Regions from separate parts of the Ovis aries genome. Here region 2 is linked to region 1. Evidence: chromatin contacts called from public Hi-C data. All regions are on one chromosome and are shown on one strand. The core of a region is the stretch at or near the end of the contact, and the rest is flanking DNA. Distances in the headings are between cores, read along the strand shown. Region 1 has its middle 36 kb from the start of WNT4. Region 2 holds the start of LOC101103215 (SCAN domain-containing protein 1-like).

The links. A called contact is a pair of places that touch in the nucleus more often than the background predicts.
Region 2: a Hi-C map of hypothalamus shows a contact between it and region 1, with 1.9 times the contacts expected there. The contact joins the promoter of LOC101103215 here to the enhancer-like site in region 1. A contact is called at or near these places in 7 of 16 Hi-C or Micro-C datasets (blood, hypothalamus, liver and 3 more).

Annotation. Positions count from the first base shown.
Region 1 is chr2:244,456,016-244,459,653 of ARS-UI_Ramb_v3.0, reverse strand. No RefSeq gene overlaps it. Among named protein-coding and RNA genes, the nearest start is that of WNT4, 36 kb to the right of the region's middle. Within about 2 kb of position 2,238, at least 20 of the 54 cell types and tissues checked have an H3K27ac peak or open chromatin away from gene starts, as enhancers often do. A contact at or near this core is called in hypothalamus, where this site is marked.
Region 2 is chr2:244,537,758-244,541,675 of ARS-UI_Ramb_v3.0, reverse strand. LOC101103215 (SCAN domain-containing protein 1-like) reads left to right here and starts at 2,388. Exons shown (of 2, transcript XM_042244604.2): 1 at 2,388-2,473.

The sequences.
Region 1 (3,638 bases), core at 989-3,488:
AACTGAGTATCTTTCAGTTAACCTTCAGCCAAGCATCAGTCTTCTCCATGCCCCGCCCCGTTTTTTTCCTTTCTTAAAATTGGATCATGAACCAAGCCTTCATGCAGGCTCTGTCTTTGGGGACCTTGCAGACGTGTGTAGATAGAAATGTTCTGTGTAGATATGCTCTGTCCGTACCTGCAGCAGCATCAGATTTGATCTGCCAGAAAGGAGTGAAATGGGAGCTGGAGGGAACTGGTTTATTTCAGGCCTTTGGGGGTTGGCTGGAGTATGTGTAAGCAGAGAACTCCTTAAGGCTGTGTAATGAGACTATTAGATGAGATGACCTCCACATCCTCTTCGGGTTCTGAGCCTGGATGGCCGGAATGGGTGGGTAATGGGAGTGTTCAACTTTTCCCTGGGGCATTCCGAAAGATTTCCTACTGCTTGTTTTCTCCTAGTGACCTTTTCCTCCCAAGGAAGGAAGTTTATATCTAGCGGAGTTGAGGTTCTTCATTTTGGCAGTGCTCACGAGTAGAAGATGGAAAAATCAAGGAGTTAGTGGCAGGTTGGTGGGATCCTGGGGCTGGAAGTAGTCTTGAAAGGTTATATCCATATCCTTGTGTACAGGCCTATGAATGTCTGAATTAGAGGGACGCTGAACTAGTCCTGGGGCCCCTACAGCCTGGCCGAGAGGGTCTTGGGCAGGCCTGAGGCTTAGTCAGATCCTGGCCATTTCTCATCAGGCCTGGCCCTTCGGCTCCCTGGAAGCTAGTTGGCTCTCACAGTGTCAATCTTACGTCTCTGTCACCTTTTCTTAACCTGTGTGTGAGCCTCTCCTTGTATCCAGCGTGGTGTCAAGCACATAGTGTGTTCAGATGTTTGAACAGAAGAAAGTCAGGGAGAGGAAAGGGGAGCCAGGAATGCACAAGAAACCAGAAGGGGAAGAAACATGTATGGGGTCATAATGTCATCTATTTGTAAAGCTGTTGGTAAAATACTTTCATGTTCATCTTCGGAAAAGCCTGTGAGGCAAGCAGACCAGGTATATTTACTTCACAAAATGAGAAAACTGGTGTAGGGTCGGGCTTCTGTGAGATTGACAGGCCGAGTCAGAGCCTTCTGGCTCTGAGTCCGATGCGCGCTCTCCTCAAGCCCCCACGTCCGCGTAGACAATGCCCCCTCTCCACTCAGTGGCTCCTGCGGTCAGGAAAGCTAGGGGTGGCGGTCCACTGATGCACACAGTGGGTGGGGCTCATCCTCAGCACCTCTCACGTCCCTTTTCCCTCATGAAGCCGCCTTCCCCTGGGTTAGGTGGTGGTTGTCACTGGGTCAGATTGAGGTAGAAATGACTCAGGGGAAACCAGGCTGACAACTGCTGTTTTGGCTTCCAGATTCAGCAGTCTGGGTTTTGCTTCCTTCATGAGTTTTTTCCCTTCAGATGTTAAAGGGTAAACAACCTTGCTTTGAGACTGGGAAACCGGACGTTAGGAAAGAAGGAGCATTAAAAGGGTTGCAGGGTGGTTTTAAAATTAACATGGAGGCTGTAGGCATTGGAGTAGAAGAGATCTAGGTTTCAAACCATCTGCTACTGAACACTTGTGACTTTGGACAAGCCCATTAGGCCCCTCTCAGCTTCAGCTTCTTCCTTAAAATTGACCAGTGCCCTTGTTAGAGGGTTGGGGAAGATCGGAGATGGGGCACGGAGAACGGCCTGCACGCTGCCCCGGGGTGGGTCCTGGGTTGTCTTCTGCTCTGGGGAGCTGGGAGCAGGAATCCCAGGCCTGGTTCTTGGGAAGCTCACCCCAGCGGCTATAGAATCTGATGCATTTGTCCTTTCCCAGGAGAAGGGGGAGGATGTCTTTAAACTTCTTGCTGGCTGCTGGGCCCTGGGACAAAGGGGAGACAAGCCCCAGGGCTGAGACAATCATGTCTTTATTATCTCAGATGTCTCAGGCCTGTCCCCCGCCTGGAGATATATGGCCAGGAAGGCTAGCTGCATGGCCTCGGCGCAATTCCAGGTTCTCGGAATGTCTGGCTGTTTTATAGCAAACAAGATCACGCACAACAGCCCAGCATCCAGGCATCTCCGCCCCAGCAAGTTCTTTCTCTCCGCCAGCTTGTAAAACAGTGGGACCTACAGCAGTGTGACACAGGCCCCATGCCTCGTGGGGTCCCAGCAGCCTGGTACAGGGCAGCAGTCCTGGGCAACGGTGAACCCATCTAAGGCTCCGGGCACAGGGCCAGCAGTGCAGGCCTGGCCGTACCCAGGGACAGTCTTTCAGGCCAGGCCCCGCCTGGCTCAGTCCTCACTTGTAAGCTCTGGGCTGCCCTGATTCTAGCCCGCTTCTCTCCCTTTTGACCCCTGGGCAGCAGCTGTAGGGAGCCACTGAGAAGGCTTGTTTACAGATGCATTTGGCACGGGCTGGGGAGACCAGCAGTGATGAGTCCTTGAGTTCCAGCTTCCAGCTGCTCCCAGGTGTTGAGGAGCCTTGCACTCTGGGCCCTGAAGAAAGAGTCCTCACTGTTGTGTTTGGCTGAGGCTTCGGGAACTTGGAGCTGAGGAGACCAGGAGACAGTGGGTCAGATGGCCGTCAGGGCATCATTTATAACAAAGCCACGTGGGCTGGCCATTCGGGAGGCCTTGTGCAAGAACCAGGGCTTGGGGGGCCCAGGTCGGGGCTTTTCTCGGGGGCCCTGAAAGGGGAGTGGGCTCCTGCAGTCCTGGGTACTGGTGGATGGAGATGCTTTAATCTACTCTCGACTCCTTTGTGCTGGAGAAGGAACCGAGAGGAACAGCCATAAATCTGTAGCTTTTCAGAGCTTCCAAGGGTTTGAACCCACTGCTCTGCTGCCCTTTATCAGGCTGGCAGCCCACCGTGCGGCTGTCTAGGGCTTGGCAGACGTCTGCGTTGCATTTCATTCTGGAATGCATGCCTCGGGTCACTTGACATTTATTCAGTGCTTTCTGAAACCCTCCTGCCCCTTGCCACGTAAAACAGAAGATCCAGATCTCGGCCTGAGTCGGGAGAGTCCGAGGGGGAGAGTGTGAGCGTTTGAAGCAGCAGCGTGTGTGACACAGTGGACCTGCGAAAGGGGCCCCCGCCCGTTCTCTGCTGCATGCGTCCCTTGCCAGCTGAAGTCTGGGGTGTGCACCCCGGTGCACCCCGCCCCGCGAGTCTCCGCCTGGCGAGCGTTCTCTGCCGTTAGCAGCAGTCATGATGGGCCCTGGCTGAGTACCCGCTGTGTTGTGTGGTGGGCATCATACTAAGTGCCTTATGTGCTTTACCTTCCCAGTGGCTCTGTGGATCCCTGAGGAAACAGTTGGAACAACCCACGCAAGCGACACGGTGGGACACGGTGGAACTGGGATTTATTTGACTCCAGAGCTTTTGACTGTTAGACTCCCCTGGAGAGGAAGTATTAGAATAGCCAGGGGACAAATGGTGTATGTAATGTGAAGTGCTTATTTAAGTCACAAGATTTATTTTGAAATGTCAGATAGAGCTAACAAAGCAAGGGTGTTTTGTCACTCAAAGGCAGGGGGCATAGGTTAAAGGTTGGGAACCCCTTTCTTGCTAATGAGCCGAGCCCTCTCCTGGGTGAACTGGACAGAGCTCTTACCCTTGAGGGCAAGTTGGAGGGGAGTCACCTGCCTT
Region 2 (3,918 bases), core at 1,139-3,638, 82 kb before region 1:
GAGATCAAACCAGTCCATCTTAAAGGAAATCAATCCTGAATACTCATTAGAAAGACTGATGCTGAAGTTGAAGCTCACCTGATGTGAACAGCAGATTCATTTGAAACGATCCTGATGCTGGGAATGATTGAGGGCAGAAGGAGAAGAGGGCAACAGAGGATGAGATGGTTGGATGGCATCACCGATTTAATGGACATGAACTTGGGCAAACTCTAGGAGATGGTGAGGAACAGGGAAGCCTGGCATGCTGCAGTCTATGGGGTCACGAAGAGTTGGACACGACTTGGCGACTGAACATCAGTGTGTCAACTGATGGAGTGAACAGGAGGGTGGGGAGAGATGAGGGAATAGGGCAAAATACAAAGTTTAAACTTTTCTCTCAATGACACAATAATCGTATGCAGAACCACAATGTACATACTTTTCTTATCAACCTATAGAATTGGAGCTGCTCTGGGACCCAAAGGGCTGTCCCCCTTCCCCGCCGTCCCTCTTACCTGAGCAGTTTTCTGAAGCATTCCCAAAGAACCTAAGAATTGAAGGGGGGAATGACAATTGGAAGTTCCTGATGCAGATGGTGATTGGAGCCATGAAATTAAAAGATGCTTACTCCTTGGAAGGAAAGTTATGACCAACCTAGATAGCATATTAAAAAGCAGAGATATTACTTTGCCAACAAAGGTCCATCTAGTCGAGGCTATGGTTTTTCCAGTGGTCATGTTTGGATGTGAGAGTTGGACTATGAAGAAAGCTGAGCACCGAAGAATTGATGCTTTTGACCTGTGGTGTTGGAGAAGACTCTTGAGAGTCCCTTGGACTGCAAGGAGATCCAACCAGTCCATTCTAAAGGAGATCAGCCCTGGGTGTTCTTTGGAGGGAATGATGCTGAAGCTGAAACTCCAGTACTTTGGCCACCTGATGAGAAGAGTTGGCTCATTGGAAAAGACTCTGATGCTGGGAGGGATTGGGGGCAGAAGGGGACAACAGAGGATGAGATGGTTGGATGGCATCACCAACTCGATGGACGTGAGTATGAGTGAACTCCGGGAGTTGGTGATGGACAGGCAGACCTAGCGTGCTGCGATTCATGGGGTTGCAGAGAGTCGGACACGACTGAGCGACTGAACTGAACTGAACTGAATCTAGTTCAACCCCCTCATTTTACAGATGGGAAAACCAAGGCAAAGAGGAGGTAAATGTGGATACTGCACTGTAGGAGTGAGTGGGGGAAGGACCCGCAGTCACTAGGGGAGGTAGGGATAGGGCCATGGCAAGGAGCCCTGGTTCTCCAACCACCTACTTGAGTACCTAGCCATCTAGGAGTTTATGGAAGACAAAAGGTGTATCTTCCCTTCCCCAAGGACATTGGGTCTTGGGGTGATAACCCAGCAGGAGGCACTGAGGCGCCCCTCTTAATTTCCTAGGCCATTTCATCTAGATAGGAGAATGCAAAGGCCAAGTTCCTTCCCTTCAGGATTAAGAGCAAACTGGGAAGGCTGCCTTGGTTAGCATCTCTGCACTTCCTCTTACAGGCTGTGCTATTTAACCTGTGTGCCCAGACTCAAAAACCGCCTTAGTAAAAATCTGAAATTTCAGTTCCTGCGGCATTACTGACTCAACGGACATGAGTCTGAGTAAACTCTGGGAGTTGGTGATGGACAGGGAGGCCTGCCCTGCAACAGGCCATGGGGTCGCAAAGAGTCTGAGTGACTCTTTGACTGAACTGGACCACTGCAATTGGGAAGGTCTTGAGGAAGAGACACACAGGACTAAGATTTAGCCTCCTACGCACAAAGGGCCTCCCCCAAGAGGGACTGCCAAGGTCCCACGGGAAAATGCCCCACTCTCTGGGTGGGCCTAAGTGGGTACATGGAGACACCTAATAGGCTGCGCCCTCTGTCCATCTGGAGTGGCTCTACGGGAAGCCACACCGACCACTGTCTCCCAGCAGCAGCCAGCCAGCCCTCCAATTTGGTTTCTTTGCTCTGGGTGGTGCAAAGGATCAAGGGTGTAACCTCAGGGTGGGGCGCTGACTCAGCTGCGGGCAGGCTCGAGGAGTGTCTCAGTTCCTGCCGCATCCTCTTTCCATTCTGTTGGGCAAAAAACTGCTGGTCAGAAAGGCAAAGGCCTCCCCTGCACTGGAAGAGCTCCTAGGCCGGACGCACCTCTTCGCTCAGTCGGGAGGATTGGGGACCGAGGGAGGCCAAGAGACCAGCAGGGGTTAAGACCATGGAGCTACAGGGCACCGCCAAGGCCTAGAGAGACCCCGCCTCCCCACGTCCCCCCGCCTTGGAACCCAGTTTCCCCTTCCGTTTCCAGCTTCCGGGCGGGGCGCGACTTCCGGTTCCGGCGGTGGGCTACAAAGCTCGGCGCCGAGCAGCTGATTTCCCTTTCCCGGAGCCGGTGGCGGGGCTTGGCGTTTCGCTCCTCTCCTTCCCCCGTTCACCCGGCCTTCCGAGGGGCACCTGCGCAGGTGAACGCCCCTCCCCGCCCCCTGCACCTCCCTCCTCCGCCGCGCACCGCTGGGTGGGAGCGGGCGGCCGGGGCGGCGGCCGTGGGAGTGGGGAGGCCCTCGCCCGTGGGGTGTGCCGGCTGGTCGGCCTGATGTGGCCTTGGGGCCCCGCTAAATGTCCCAGAGAGGAGGGCGTCCAGTTCTGGATTCCCCAGATGGGCCTTTTCCGGCCGGATCTCGGCCGTCTGAACCGCACCCAGGTGGTGGGAGGAGTCGGACCCAGGCCCCTGCAGAGACGCCGGGGATTTTTCTTCTGGGCTGGGTGGTCCCGCCACTTCCTAGCCTTGTGACCTTGGGCAAGTCCCCTTTCTCCGAGCCTCAGTTTGTTTATCTGTGAAGTGGAAATGACAGTAAAGGCCCTACTGGGTTGTCGGGCAGGACTCGATGACGGAAAGCTACTGAGGACCGTGTGGCCTGTAAAATTCAACAAGTGGAGAGGTGGAAGCTGCTTGTTAAAATGGAGACTACTGGGGCGGTGGAGAGTCTTACCGAGAGTTTAACCTGAGTCGCTAAGAGAATCACGTAGGGAATGTGAAACGCACAGTATCAGATAGGAGATAAGGGTTACCTAAGCTGGAGTTACTGACTGGTGAGGATAAGCATTCTGTATGGCAGGTGGCCTTCTCAAACTGATTGGGTTTGGAAGCTGGGTAAATCATGGAGCTGATCATCATCTTCCAAAGCCAGCTTTGAAAACTGGCCTGTTGACAGTTGAGACTGTTCCTAGAAGTCGGGTTTGGGAATGAGAAGTAGTGAAAGGGTGTTTTCCTAAGTGGATTAGGGGTTTTCTCCCAGTTTCGAGCTGGAGGGGAAACCCTGAAGTGTTTTCTCCCTCTTGAGTTGTCATGAAAGTAGCATAGATGTAGTAAAAAAGAAGACAGTACAGAAAGGTATAAGAAAAATGTTTCCCGCTTTCACTGTTCTGCTCGTCAGAGGTAAAAGAACTTCTTTGATAACCTTCCCGGTACTGTTTATAGATACATCGGGTCGTATATGCTTACGTGTATGTGCTTCTAATTTCCCCAGATGAGATTACACTATACGTACTGATCTGTACCTGGCGGAGGGGTGCTATATTATGGAGAACTTTACATATCGGCTCTCACAGGCCTCTTTCATTTCTTCCAAGGCTGCATAGTATTCTGCTGAGTGGCTGACAGTACTTTAATCATTTCCCTGTTGATAAGGGCTTCCCTGTGGCTCAGTGGTAAAAGAATCTGCCTGCAGTGCAAGGGACACACGAGACACAAGTTCAGTCTCTGGGTGGGGAAAACCCCATGGAGAAGGAAATGGCAGCCGACTCCAGTATCTTGCCTGGGAAATCGCTTGGACAGAGTAGCCTGGTGGGCTACAGTCCATGGGGTCTTGAAAGAGGTGGACACAACTTAACGACTATACAACAACAT